2 separate regions of the Zea mays genome follow, and region 2 is linked to region 1. Evidence: chromatin contacts called from public Hi-C data. All regions are on one chromosome and are shown on one strand. Each heading gives the region's core, a stretch centred on a gene start, on an enhancer-like site or on the middle of the called end of the contact. The rest is flanking DNA. Distances are from core to core; before and after follow the strand shown.

Region 1 (6,620 bases), core at 1,807-4,306:
CCCATATTCTGATGGCATCAAGTACCAGGTAATAAGCAAGGAACACTATTGCAGCAAGGAACTGGATAAAATCTGCAATAACAAATTATGGTAGCACCAGAATTTCAAGTTCACAGCAATGAATAGCCCAAGGTCTCAAGAAGTGGTCCGGCAAAGATCATTAGCACTGACTGAGATGCATCACACCAAAACTCTGAGTCCTGATGATGCTTGATATAACCAATTGGTATGAATTGTCAACCAAACAATTCCAGTCTAGGTACAAAATAATCTTTCAAGAGCAAACCAAAAGCTTCGGGGTCATGTAGTAAGTGGCTAATCATAGAAAAATGATGTCAAAACAATGCTGCAACCAAACCACAAAAGTTATTGTCTTAGACCCTGTTTGTTTACCCTCTAAATTATATAATCCAGCTTAAATAAGTTAAGAGGCAAACAAACAACACAGATTATTAGATGGACTATATATAATCTAGATGCCTAGATTATGATAACCGATAAACAGGTCATTAGGTGCTTATATAATCCATGAGCAGGTATATATAATCCTAGAAGGAAACAAACAAGCCCTTAGTCGTGAGAGAACTATAACTGGAACCTCTCCTAAAAAATAGCATTGAATACTGAACATATGGTTGACATCAAACCATATAGGTAATATAAACCAGACAGAACACCACAAAAATAGCTGTTTCTAAGCACAATTGACAATCAGCTATATGAAGCATGGTTTTTTATTTGGGATGAACAATTATATGATCCTGATGCATTGTATTGTCATGTTCTGGTCATACAAATGGTTCTTAACATTTTCACCACAGCACCCTCTGTCAGTGTCACCACAAGTCCTAATGGCAAACAACAATTCAAGCACAACATAAGAATGAAGATAATCTGAAAGACGTAGAATACCTTATTATTTTGCCTTGTTTCCAGAACACAATCAATGAAAGCACTAGCGTCATCTAGAGGCCTAAACTATAATAGTTACTAGAACACATAAGCAGTTCAAAATTTTGCCATGGTCACTAAATACAGTCGGTATCATCCAGATGCGTTAGATCCAAACCTAATTTTGCCTGTTCCATTATCCCACATGCTCCCTAATCACGACAATAATCAAGCAGAGCAGATAGAAATCAACAATTTGCAACCAGTTCAAGGCAATCCACAGTTACAGATGAAACATTAACGTATCTAGGATGCTCAACATAAAATTAGACCACATAATCGTCGAATATTCAAGTTCACACAACTGAAGCACAAATGCTTAAACCATCTCTAAGAGCAGTAGTAGGCATCACAAGCCACAGCAAAACAGAGCATTATGCCTCGGGTGTTGGCTGTGTCAGGCCGGACTTTGCAAGCAGCTTCCCCAGCGCTTCAGGAGAGCACACCTGGTACTGTACCTCCCCGGAGCCCGGCTGCAGAAACACCTCGGCCAGCTCCAGCTTCTCGGCAGTCAGGCTGGTGGAGTCCATGGTCTTGCTGAGGACCTTAAGCGCGAGGGCGACGGCCTCCTCGCGGGTCAAGCCGTCCTTGTAGTCCTGCTTGAGCATGGACTGCGCGGCCTGGCTGTTGGCCCCAACAGCGGCGGCCTTCCACCCGCCGTAGTTCCCGGATGGGTCGCTCATGTAGAGCTGGAAGCCGTGGTGCTTGTCCCACCCGGCGAATAGGAAGGAGACCCCGAAGGGGCGGAGGCCTCCGAACTGGGTGTATCCCTGCTTGGTGTCGCAGAGGGACTGGACGAGCTGCTCGACGGGGATGGGTTCCTGGTAGGAGAGCGCGTAGCGTTGGGCGTGGAGGCGGGCGGTGTTGATGAGGATGTTGGCGTCGGACATGATCCCGGCCACGGCGCACGCCAGGTGGGAGTCGATCTTGTACATCTTCTCGGCGGAGCGCGAGGTCTGGAGGAGCTTGGAGGTCACCTTCTTCTCGCCGACGAGGACCACGCCGTCGGCCGCTAGGATCCCGAGGGCTGACCCGGCGTTGCCGATCGCCTCCATCGCGTACTCCACCTGGTAGAGACGCCCCTCCGGCGAGAAGATCGTCGTGCGGCTGTCATAGCGGCGAGACATCGCGGCGGCGGCGGCGGCGAGATGGGGTTTGCGTTTGCTGGATTGGGGGTGGTGACGGCGAGATTGGGGCTTGCGTTTGTGGAAATTGAGGGGGAGGCGACTCGGGAGGATTAACACCGCGAGATCTACTTGTGAGAGAAGAAAGGGGACGGACTCGCTGCGTTTAGCCCATCCGAACCGTCGGTCCCTCCGCTTTTGCTTTGTGGCCGTTGGATCTCTCGTGGTTTCCAGCCGGGCTAAGACTTACAATTTACCTAATTTTTTTTTGGCTAATGTTAGTTTTTCAATTTTAACGACTAATTTTAGATAAAGTGTGACACAGGTAGTCACGAACTAAACAGACTCTATCTCTAACATCCATGTCTTATCGTCTATTTTCAAACTTTTCTCGTTAAATAATGTCATTTACAATTTTATTATGTCCCTTTATTTTCACATTCTACTAGACACGGTCTAAAAATTTGTTCGTATGCGTAAGTCCATGTTTGTCACCTCAAAATGAAACAGTATTACATGATTACAGGTCAGGATTCCATTGGCGTAACCTGCTCGACACGGATTAGGGGAGGCCACCATTCGATATGGGTTCATTGGGGCTGTGTCCATTGAACTCAAACACTAGCAAATAGGCACGGATCAAGTGGTTTTTACTTGTTGTAAATATATTTGTGAATCAGCTGATCTAATAATCATTAAAAAAATAATTCTGATTTAATCTAATTCGTCGGTGGATCAGATTAGGTTTAGGGCATGATTTCTAACTCGTGGCCAAACTCAACACGAAAAGAACGAAGTCGACTCAAAAGTGCTAAAATCACGGCATAGAGGACGGGGAAGCGTGCAATGTTAGATGGGCCGGGTCTGGTTTTCAGCCCACCTGAGTTTTTAGGGAGCACGAGAAACCCTTTACGCTCTCCATATGAATAGAAAAGAACCCCTTTGCGCAAGGCAAACCCCCACCCAGCTCACCTCGGCGATGGCATCGGCGGCGGCCGTGGAGTGGGAGGCGGCGGCGCGGAAGGTGCTGGTGGCGCGCAAGCCCTGCTTCGGGCTACCTACGGCCTGCCCAACCTGCCTCCCCGTGCTCCTCTACCTCCGCATGGCGCAGGTTCCCTTCGACATCCACGTCGACACCTCCTTCCCCGATGCCGGTGAGCTCCCCGCGCTCATGCGTAGTCTTATCATATTATCCTGTATCTACTTAGATCCGCTATGCTCTTTGCTGCTGGCGTCTCCGCTTGTCCGGGTAGATGATCAAAAGTACAAAACTGCTAGATATATGTGGCAAGGTCGCTGCATTGATGTGCTGGGACCTATATGTGGGTTGAGCTAGAGCGAGAAGGGAGAAGGTTGCTTTGCTCTCACACCGGTTTTTTTTGTTGTTGCACAGATCACATACCATATGTTGAATTTGGGGATTGCGTGGCTTTCAACAACGAGAAAGGAGGCGTAATTGAGTATCTCAAGGATGAGAAAATTGCTGACTTGAACTCAAATCACCCAAATATTTCATCCACCACTGTGCTAGATACAAAGGCCATGGTTTCGTCCTGGCTTGCTAATGCTTTGCTGTATGAACTCTGGGTGGTTAGTGCTGGAAGCATTGCAAATGATATCTACTTCTCTGATCTCCCTTGGCCCATTGGAAAGATACTCCATTGGAATAAAACTAGACATGTGAAGCAGCTACTTGGTATAACAAAGCTCAATGCTGCAGAAAAAGAAGAGGAGGTTTGCTACTCCCTACCTATTATTGTCCTAGCCTTTTTTTGTTTTTTGGTTGACACATTAGTAGCTTGTAATGCAATTTTCTATTTAAACAGATATACCTGAAGGCAAGTGCTGCTTATGACTCATTGTCTTTCAGATTAGGGGATCAAGTCTTTCTATTTGATAATAGGTACACTTCAATTAACTTGTATCCAGCATATTTCTCTGTACTTTGTGTTAGGTTTTTATGCTTGCTGACACTTATATTTTTGTTCTGCTACGCCAAATTTGGAGCACTGATATTTCTTAATTTCTATTTATGAAGCCCTACAGATGTTGATGCTCTTTTCCTTGGACATGCTCTTTTTGTCCTCAGTGCGTTGCCTGTAAGTTTCCCTCTATAGTTAGTTGTGTAACCTGAATGGGGATTTAGTTGCATTGAAAAATGATTGAAGCACAGATGCCTGATTGCACTTGCACATTCTCATGAAAGCGCCGTTTCCTGTTAGTAGTAACTATCAAGTAGCATACAAAATTGATTATAGTGCAGGTTCACATCTTTATAATGCTTCTTATGTTAGTAGTATTGGGATTGAGTTTTTCTATGCTATTAATTAAGAGTTTCCTAGCCCTAACCCTAAATCTGTCAAGCAAATGATCCAAAGCATCCTCAAATTATTTGTATATAGTTAGTTTCAGGGCATGTACTGATCTTACTCCTGCCTTAGGATACATCTGTGCTGAGGGGCACATTGCAGAAGCATGACAACTTGGTTAGCTTTGCTGAGCATCACAAGGTCCAGTTGCTGGAAACCTCATCATCGTCATCGTCAGGGTTAGGATCATCACCTAGCCCGTCATCATCCACCCCCAGGAGAAGACCATCTGCTGACCACAGTAAGCAAAACAGTCCGCATTACCCTGCTACTCAAAATTCAGAATTTGCTAGTTGTAGCATCTATACTTGGTTGGATAAACTGTTGTCAGGAACATTTGAATGATGTCATTTTTCTCTACCTGGCAGACCTTCCAGCTTATAAATATGATTTATCCTGTTCAACAAATTTAATACAAGGATGCATTACTCAAAATGTCATGTTAAATGAAGAGTCTGTGATCAGCTTGTGTTAGTTATTTGTTATGTATGTGCTATTGCCAATCACCAATTCACCATCATATTCATTTAATGGACTATTTACTCAATTCAACCTGCAATTCTGCAGTCTGCAGTTTACTCGTTGGCGATCATTAACTGTTTCACAAAACTGTAATTATTTGCAGGTAAATGTCAAGGAACTACAACTTCTGTGAAACTGGTCTCAAAAGCTGTAGTTCCTTGATAGTTAGGTGCATATATAACTCTAGTTTTCTGAAGTTAACTCTTTCACATTTGTGCATGATTGACTTACCCTTGTAGTAACTAAGAGTCTAGGACGTAAACATGAAAGACAACCTTCCTTGTAGTAACCACGAGTCTAGGACATAAAACTGCATTTCATTACAAAGTGAGGTGGTAACTGTGCTAATAATGTTTTTAGTGGACGGATCCTTTATGTAATCCTGGATCAGTGATAGCTCAAGCTGTATGTTGCTTCCTTTCATTGCATCACAATGCTGTCATGGAAGAAACTGTGTCAAACACTGATTTAATTAGGATAGAGTGGAAAATCAATATATGCATAGATAGCATATGGTGCTCCTAGACAGAATAATCATGCGGGGTTTTCTCGCAAAAAATGATTTTATATGATTTGTTTATTGTTTGGTATGATTTGGCCAGTCTAAGGGGGCTACGGTACTTTTTTTTAAAGAAGTAAAATGGATTAATAAGAAAATAAAATTGATAAAGATGGTTTAACAGGTTCTTGAACTTCACTGTCTCTTTTACCTGTTGTCTCGGTGGTCATGTTTTGCTTATTCTTGCAACAGTTTTCAGACATCTAGTTGTTGCTTTATGTTCTTATAATGATGTGCTCTGTAGGTTATAAGCCAAAACCCAGAGCCAAGAAGGAACGGACGGAGGAGGAAAAGAAATTCAGGCGAAGAGCAAAGTATTTCCTGGCCACACAACTCGTTGCAGTTCTTGTGTTCCTTTCGCTGATGGGTGGGGTTGATAGTTCCGAGCTAGACGACGAAGATGGCTTGGATTATGATGATTAGATCCTCCCTGTGCTGTTACACTTGATTAGTTCCAACGACAAACTGCCTGGTTGGTTCGGGGTGCTGTGAGAATTTGTTCCAACATTGGAAAATGTGTTACGCTTGATTTTAGCTAGGAATTCACTGAGTTGGTCACCCATCGGCAGTTTCATAAGCTACTTCGGCTGTAAACATACTTGTCTCCGAAGTTTTTTTTTTTTTGGGCTTCAGTGAACCAAACTTGTAAGCAAATTCGAATTTTGGAGTTTTGGTTTTGGAGACGCGCTGCTTCTGTATGATGAGATCTGTTGGCCGCAACATATTTGGGAGGAAAAAAAATAAGGGGCTAAAATCCCCTGCTTATTTAATTTTGAATAAGGGATTTTAGCATTTTAATCCCCTCTAGTTTTGTGGTTTTCAAACAGGCATTTTTGGAGGGCTGTTGAGATTCATGAAAGAAACACAACAGAGCAAATATGTTAAGAGTTATATTCTTCCCTCGTCTGAAGATGTTGATATATGAGTGTATGGAGCTTTACAATCTAGCATATGCATAATATGTCGAACATAAACACAAGTATGATTTGATATATGAGTAGCATTGAAGATAAACACAAGTATCATTGAAGATCGAGACGACCCCACTATGTTTGAGCATTTTCATGCAGAGATAGCTTGAGTGTACTACAACTT
Region 2 (6,620 bases), core at 1,463-3,962, 690 kb before region 1:
ATCTAAAAACGTTAACGCTGTACATAAAGTAATAGAGGTTTCACCTCTTTTAAGAAGTAATAGCTTATCCTCTTTTTAGCTCCAGCGACAAGTACAGGATCCCACACCCTCTCAAGCCTGCACTGGACAAAATAGCAAGAAATGGTGCAGATCAGAAATCAGATATATCGTGTTCTTCCCTCTAATTTTGAATTAGAAGATCAAACGTGTTTCTTACAGATAATGCAGCCTTTCAAATCCACCACCAAAACCTAGACCTGATAATCCAAGACACTGCAGCATCTTAGGGGTTAACCGGCCACCAGATGGAAGAAGAACCTGCAAAAAAAAGTGCTGCATAAGAACAAGTTTCCAACATCACTGATATATTCACTGTTAAAGTGACTTACCCCTCCCCCTTCAGATTCACTTAAGTATCTTATAACCTCATGAACGACCTGTATATCTTGGGGGTACCTCTTATAGTACTTCTCGTTTTGCTGCTGGACCTGTTTAAAGCAAGCTCTGTACACCGTATCTGCAGTGCAAGGTTCTCCTAGTGGTGGGAGCCCTCCAGTCAAAAGAACAGATTTCAGGCCTTCTGGAGCAAAACTCAAATATGTAACGGCACAAAATCCACCATAACTCTGCAATTACGAACAGGTCGATGATGGCATAAGCAGAGTGCTACTACCCCAAAAGAATGCATGACTTTGTGAATGAAGGACAATAACTAAAAACTGCAAGGGAGGTTCGTATATTTTTAAGCTTTATCTCCAGAGAGCAAGATACAGATTAGTTAGCCTTCTGTTGATTACTGAGTTAGCTTGCATGACCCTGTGACTTTTCACATACTTAATTGATGTTAACAACTAACAAGAGATCTTCAACCTTAATTCCACTAGTAGAAGTTCATAATCAAGCTGAGCAAGTGAGGAGCGTTGTCCCACATGGCACAAATACTTTTGGGGAAAGACCCAGTGCTGGAGGCTCCCGAATGAGTGGGGTTTAGGGAAGGGATAAACTGAGGCAATCATTTCCCCGCAAATGTAGAGAGGCTGCTTCGAACCCACGACCTAGTGACTAAGTAAGGCATCTCTCACCACTGCACCAGCCTGCCCTTCAGTACAAATACTTATGTTGTTGAAATATTTAATTGAGCTATATATGAACATATCCTTAAAGCTTATGATGGTACCATTTCTACTAAGTGCATGCCAGATAGCATACCTGTCCTAGGACTGTCCAAGGCTTAGCATCTGGTACAAGACGTACACGAATAAATTCTGCATCCTTAACTATATTATCTGCCCTGAAATGCTTCAGGTACTCCACCTGATTTGCAGGAGATTTAATTTGCGAAAGAGATGATGGAGTCAACGGTGTGGATAATCCTGTTCCCCGCTGAAAACAAGAAGGGTGTCAACACAGTCCAATCCAAGGGGAAGGGGAGAACAAGGACAGAGAGAACTCAGGATCTAACCAAGAAATTCGACCGTGCATTCTTACCTGATCTAGCAGGACAACGCGGTGGTCTTCACAAGCTTTCTTTAACCACCCACCTGCTTCCGTGGGACGGGGACTCTCAAATCCAGGCCCTCCTTGTAGGTACAATAAATAAGGCAGAGATATGTATTCTTTCCCAGCTGAAACAGTTCAAACATGAGGGTCATTGATATTTTTAATAACTACAGAAGCACTAAAGCACGTAGTGGTTCTAGCTCTCCCAATATGATAAGGGTCAATTCACATACATTTAGGAGGGTAATGAGCTCTAAATTTTACACTATAAAATTTAAGGACTGGATCAAATTAGGATCAGGCTCTATTATATTCATTTTTTGAAATAAAATTAATTAAGGACTCAAATGAATTGTGAAGAAACATTTGGATCGTGATCCATTACTTCAAGCCTAAGCGTCCAATATGATAGGGTCAATTCACATACATAGAAGACATACAAGCCTAAACCAGTAGATACCTCACATCAGTTAAATGTAAATTGTTGCACGAAGCGACTTCACCAAAATCTTTCTTACCTTTTACATTTGCAAGCTGCGACATCGTTTACACAATTATATTGGTGGTGACAAAGAACTAGTCAGTTCTCCAAACAAATTTGCTCCTAGTTTGCCAGAAACATATACCTAGAATTAAGCTAAGCAGGCTGGCCCGATGCAGTAGCACAGATGAGCCACTGCTAAGATTCTTGATTCATGTGATCATGTCCAAACCCAGTGGATTATGTCTGTACTTCCCAAATAACACACCTACACATCGTTCCAATTTCTTCCAGCGAAACATAACGTAACCAACGTAACACACCCACATTAACACTGCGCGGATCGCAATCGGGTGAGCGGAAGCTGGTAAGCGCGACCTACCGGCGACGACCTCGCGCGCGAAGACGGTGATGGTGTCCCCGCGCTCGGGACTGGAGTGGTCAAGCGGGACGGCGAACCGGTGGTCGCGGAGGCTGAGGCCCGGTACCGCGTACCACGCGTCAGCCTCGTGCTCCGTCCCCTGCGCCGCCGCTGACGACGACATGGCCGCGGCCGCTCTCCTCGGCACCGGGATCCGGCACGACGAGAACCGGAGGCCAACGGCGGCGGGGACGCGGAAAAAGGCCGGGTGGCGGCGAATCGGGAGCGCCCGGGCGGCGGGGACAGCTGTGGCGGTGGCGATGGCGGCGGCGCAACGGAGTCTCGCTGCGTCCATGCGGGGAGACCGTCGATCCGATATATAGCGGATGGGATTAGGCGGATGCCAGCATCGGAGGCAGCTTTAATTATTTGACTGACACTGACGTCATAACTCACACGAGTTTTCATGCCGAGCATTAAAGTCCGCATTTAGGGAGAACTTTTCACCAGCTTAATTAAAATTTAAAAGGTCTGCGAAACAAATTCTACATTTGAGAACAACTCAGAGCATGTACAACTCTTTAGATCTCAGCGAGGGATTGAAGTGATTAAATTCCTTTCTATCAAAATTTGACTAGTAAAGATTTAATCTCCTTCAATTCATTCCTAACTAAAAAGTCTTTACGATAGGTTCCAATAAAAAAAGTCATTTATACATCTCTCTATATATATTACTTCTTAGGTCAATGTTATAGCATACGGTCTATTAGTTGTCTTTTATACTTAAAAACCTGATTTTAAGTTTACGGTGTACATGCCCTTGTAAAACAAAGAGCAGCGGTGGAGGGGAAGGCATTAAGACATGAAATTTCCTGGCTTTCTGTAAGGAATCCCAAACCCTGCTAAAAAGACTCTAATTTTTAGTGAGTTCCATCTTCACCGTTCCGCCAAACTTAATAATTCGGAATGGAAATCCATGACAACACAGAACGGGAGAACCGACAGGACAGATTTAAGACAAATATAATAAATATATACAGGAACCGTAGCAGCGTCCGTCTTCAGAACGACTAGGCGTCAATCGGATGCTCTACAATGGCTCAAAAAATGAAATTGTTCAATGCTTATTAGACATGATTTGATAACTACATAATCACGTTAAGATCTAATTAAGGAAAACACTGGTATATAAGTTCTGTTGTATCGTTCTGAAACTTTGAAACCATAGAAAAATCTCGCTTTCAAAGAGAATATTTTTGAGATCCAGATACTCTAGGCTTCATATTAGGTACATATTACACCAGCTCGGATCGTCATGTTAACAAACTAATGATGGGAAAAATAATCACCTTGTATTGTTGTAACCTACAATATCCAGCACCGGCAGGTAGTGACTAATAGCAAATCGTTCAACGTTTGAATTTCCACCATCCAACCTTCAGTTGCAAGGTTATGCAAATCGTTCAACATTTCAAGGTTGTCTAGTAGCAAACAATTGCATCAGCAGTTAACACGAACAAAGGGACACACAGTTTTCTTTTCAAAAGTTAGACACAGTTTTTGAAGCACATGGTCATAATTCAGGGAACTTGTTAGTCAATCCATTTTCAAGATGTACATATCCATGTATTACTTTGACAAAAAAAAGTTACAGCTGAAAGCATAGCCCCACATAGGACTAGAGAAACCTATGTATACAACTATACATATGATATTCAATATGAAAATACACCATGCGACACAGTTATTCAATATGAAAATACACCATGTGTTGTAGAACTAGGCAACGAGCACAAAAGAATAATATCTAAACCATCATCATCATAATCTACCTCCATAAAATGTCGATATGAAACGATCTTCTTAAAAACTGAAAGATGGTTAAGCACAAAACCATCCTCTTGCATCTTGTGCGTTTATAAATTCATCTTCATATGCATTTTTCTTGTCAAATCCTTAGACATGCAAATCAACTCTAGCTTGAGCCATAAAATAGATGTATTTTTCTCTTGTAAACAACCTTGCAAAATATTATTTGAAAGATGAAATTGAATTTGAGTCACGGCCTTACAATCTTCTCCTCATGGGTCCAAGATTTTGGATCTTTTTTACTGAACTTATCAAGAGTGTCATCGACTTCAGTTTGAGTAAGAATGTCCCTCATCTTGATTTGCCATAGAGCGAACCTTGTGCCTTGATCCAAAGATAGAGAAGATCATACTTCATTGACATGACAGAGAAATAACAAAAATAACTAGAAAAAAAATATAATCTGCAAAAAAAAAATTAGTGTAACTCTAGCTATAACCTCCTTGTGGTAATCTGCCTCTTAACAATAGTTTTTGCAAATGAATAGGTACCACCATCGATCGACAACAACATGAAGATTAACTCTATCTAAAAAACGGCGAATAGTAGACCCAATCGCACACGACGACACAACAAACTTACAGAGCAATCAAAACACTAGATTTATTTTTCAATCTTATGTCTAACTCTAGTTCACTCGTTAGCAAATAATGCAAACATGGATTAAACACAAGACACATAACTTCACCTAAAAATGATAAGCGCGCCAACTAGCAAATTTCACTATATAATGAGAGTTTACAAAACATAAAAAATAAAATAAGTTATATCTCTTCCCGTATATATATAACACGCATCCAGAGAGACTATAGTTCAATACCAAAACAAATCCGTTAATTGACATATCCCGAATCACGAACCCTCTAAGGGCTTATTCGGTTTTACCCCAATCCATATGGATTGAAGGGGATTGAGGGGTTTCAATCCTTAGTAAGTCAAAATTCCTCCCAATCTGTATAAATCCCCTCCAATCCATATGGATTGAAAATAACCAAACAAGCCTTAAACGTTCCCGTAAGACCCACGTTAGATTTCGGCTTATATTTCAACAACACCAGCATACGAACACAGGAACAGAAGTATATACTGTACTACACTACATTGTTCATATGCAAGTTACCTGTTCATTTTCATGGGAATCGTTCAGGAATTTCACATGAAAATCGGTCCAATTACACAGGCAAAACATTAGCATAAAAAATCCACGTTCCATATTGGGTACACAAATGGTTCACCTGATACTACTAATTTAACATCAGAGTGCGTTGTAGACAAGCAGAGCACTATCACTACTCACTAGGCTCCCCTACCTACACTAACATAGATCATCATAGCGCCAAATTAGCTATGATAATAAATTAAAATCTCTTGGTAAATTAGCTGCCCAAGCCCTGCTTGATAATCAGGGCAACGCCGCAATGTCTGGCAGTTACTGAGGCCTTCGCGCACCTGAAGTGTTGGGAGGCCGAGGCTCGCCCTGCTGCTGCTCAGAATGGCCCCGATAGTGCCTAATTGCAGAACTGTAAGCATTGCCTGTCAGACTCCCTCTCATCTGTCCCGTGGGGCGCCAGCTATCATCCACAGGGAGCTCCGGTGGAAGACCATGCGAAGGTCCAGCCTGAGGTGTGCTTGGAACAGTCGGTGGTACACTGGGAGGTTGCAGGTGCGGTGGCGCCCGCTGTAGAGGCGGGGTTGTTGTTCGTGGCACTTGTTGCGATCGTGGTGCCTGGCTTTGCTGCACAGGAAAGAGATGGTTTTGGATGTCTGCTTGGGTTGGTCGGACATACGCGGCAGCGGTGGTTTGGCCGGCAGCAGCCAGTGCTGTTTGGTTCATGCTCATCCGTGTGTGCCTCAGTGGATCCATAGTTGGAGTCTGTTGCATAGTTCTGTAGGCGTTCGCTCCTCCAGCCTGCACTGAAATTCCTGGTGGTGGTCGTGCACCCATGAGGTGTGGCGCAGGCAGACCAACAACTCGACTGGGTAGATGGCTCGATGTGTTGCGAATATCCTGCCAATAATTGTGATTATGTCAATGCATGTTTGCTATTGTGATATATAGTACTCCATCCCAAAATATAATTCGTTTTAGATAAAATATACATTCACTAATTAACCTATGAATATATTTTGTATGTATGTCTATATTCATTATCATCCATTCAAATGTAGACAGAAAAAAGAAGGCTAGAAAGAACTATATTTTGGGACAGAGGGAGTATAAGTAAGATAATAGTGAAGACCCTTTCAGTGCCATAGAACTGTCACTGTCTGCTGGTGCTGGACTCGGCAACAGACATAAATGCTTTCACTACATCAAGTTTCAGGTCCTAGCGCCACCAAAAACCTTGCTAGTACAGCAATCAACCTGTCACCCAGTATATACTGACAGCAATACAGCAAACTAGTATG

The links. A called contact is a pair of places that touch in the nucleus more often than the background predicts.
Region 2: a contact with region 1 is called in a Hi-C map of bundle sheath, with 2.5 times the contacts expected there. The contact joins the promoter of LOC100279880 here to the promoter of LOC100381687 in region 1. A contact is called at or near these places in 2 of 25 Hi-C or Micro-C datasets (bundle sheath and ear).

What each region holds. Positions count from the first base shown.
Region 1 is chr9:17,619,260-17,625,879 of Zm-B73-REFERENCE-NAM-5.0, reverse strand. LOC100381687 reads left to right here and starts at 3,056. Exons shown (of 6, transcript NM_001351851.1): 1 at 3,056-3,229; 2 at 3,469-3,809; 3 at 3,902-3,978; 4 at 4,114-4,174; 5 at 4,517-4,685; 6 at 5,770-6,243. The coding sequence starts at 3,178. The coding sequence ends at 5,948. It overlaps LOC100193140 (proteasome subunit alpha type), which reads right to left and starts at 2,199. Exons shown (of 1, transcript NM_001138298.2): 1 at 1,135-2,199. The coding sequence starts at 2,078. The coding sequence ends at 1,326.
Region 2 is chr9:18,307,658-18,314,277 of Zm-B73-REFERENCE-NAM-5.0, reverse strand. LOC100279880 (alpha/beta-Hydrolases superfamily protein) reads right to left here and starts at 2,712. Exons shown (of 10, transcript NM_001152833.2): 1 at 2,364-2,712; 2 at 1,489-1,625; 3 at 1,210-1,383; 4 at 390-626; 5 at 218-318; 6 at 45-117. The coding sequence starts at 2,697. It overlaps LOC100217275, which reads right to left. Exons shown (of 16, transcript NM_001320109.1): 16 at 5,386-6,219. The coding sequence ends at 5,641.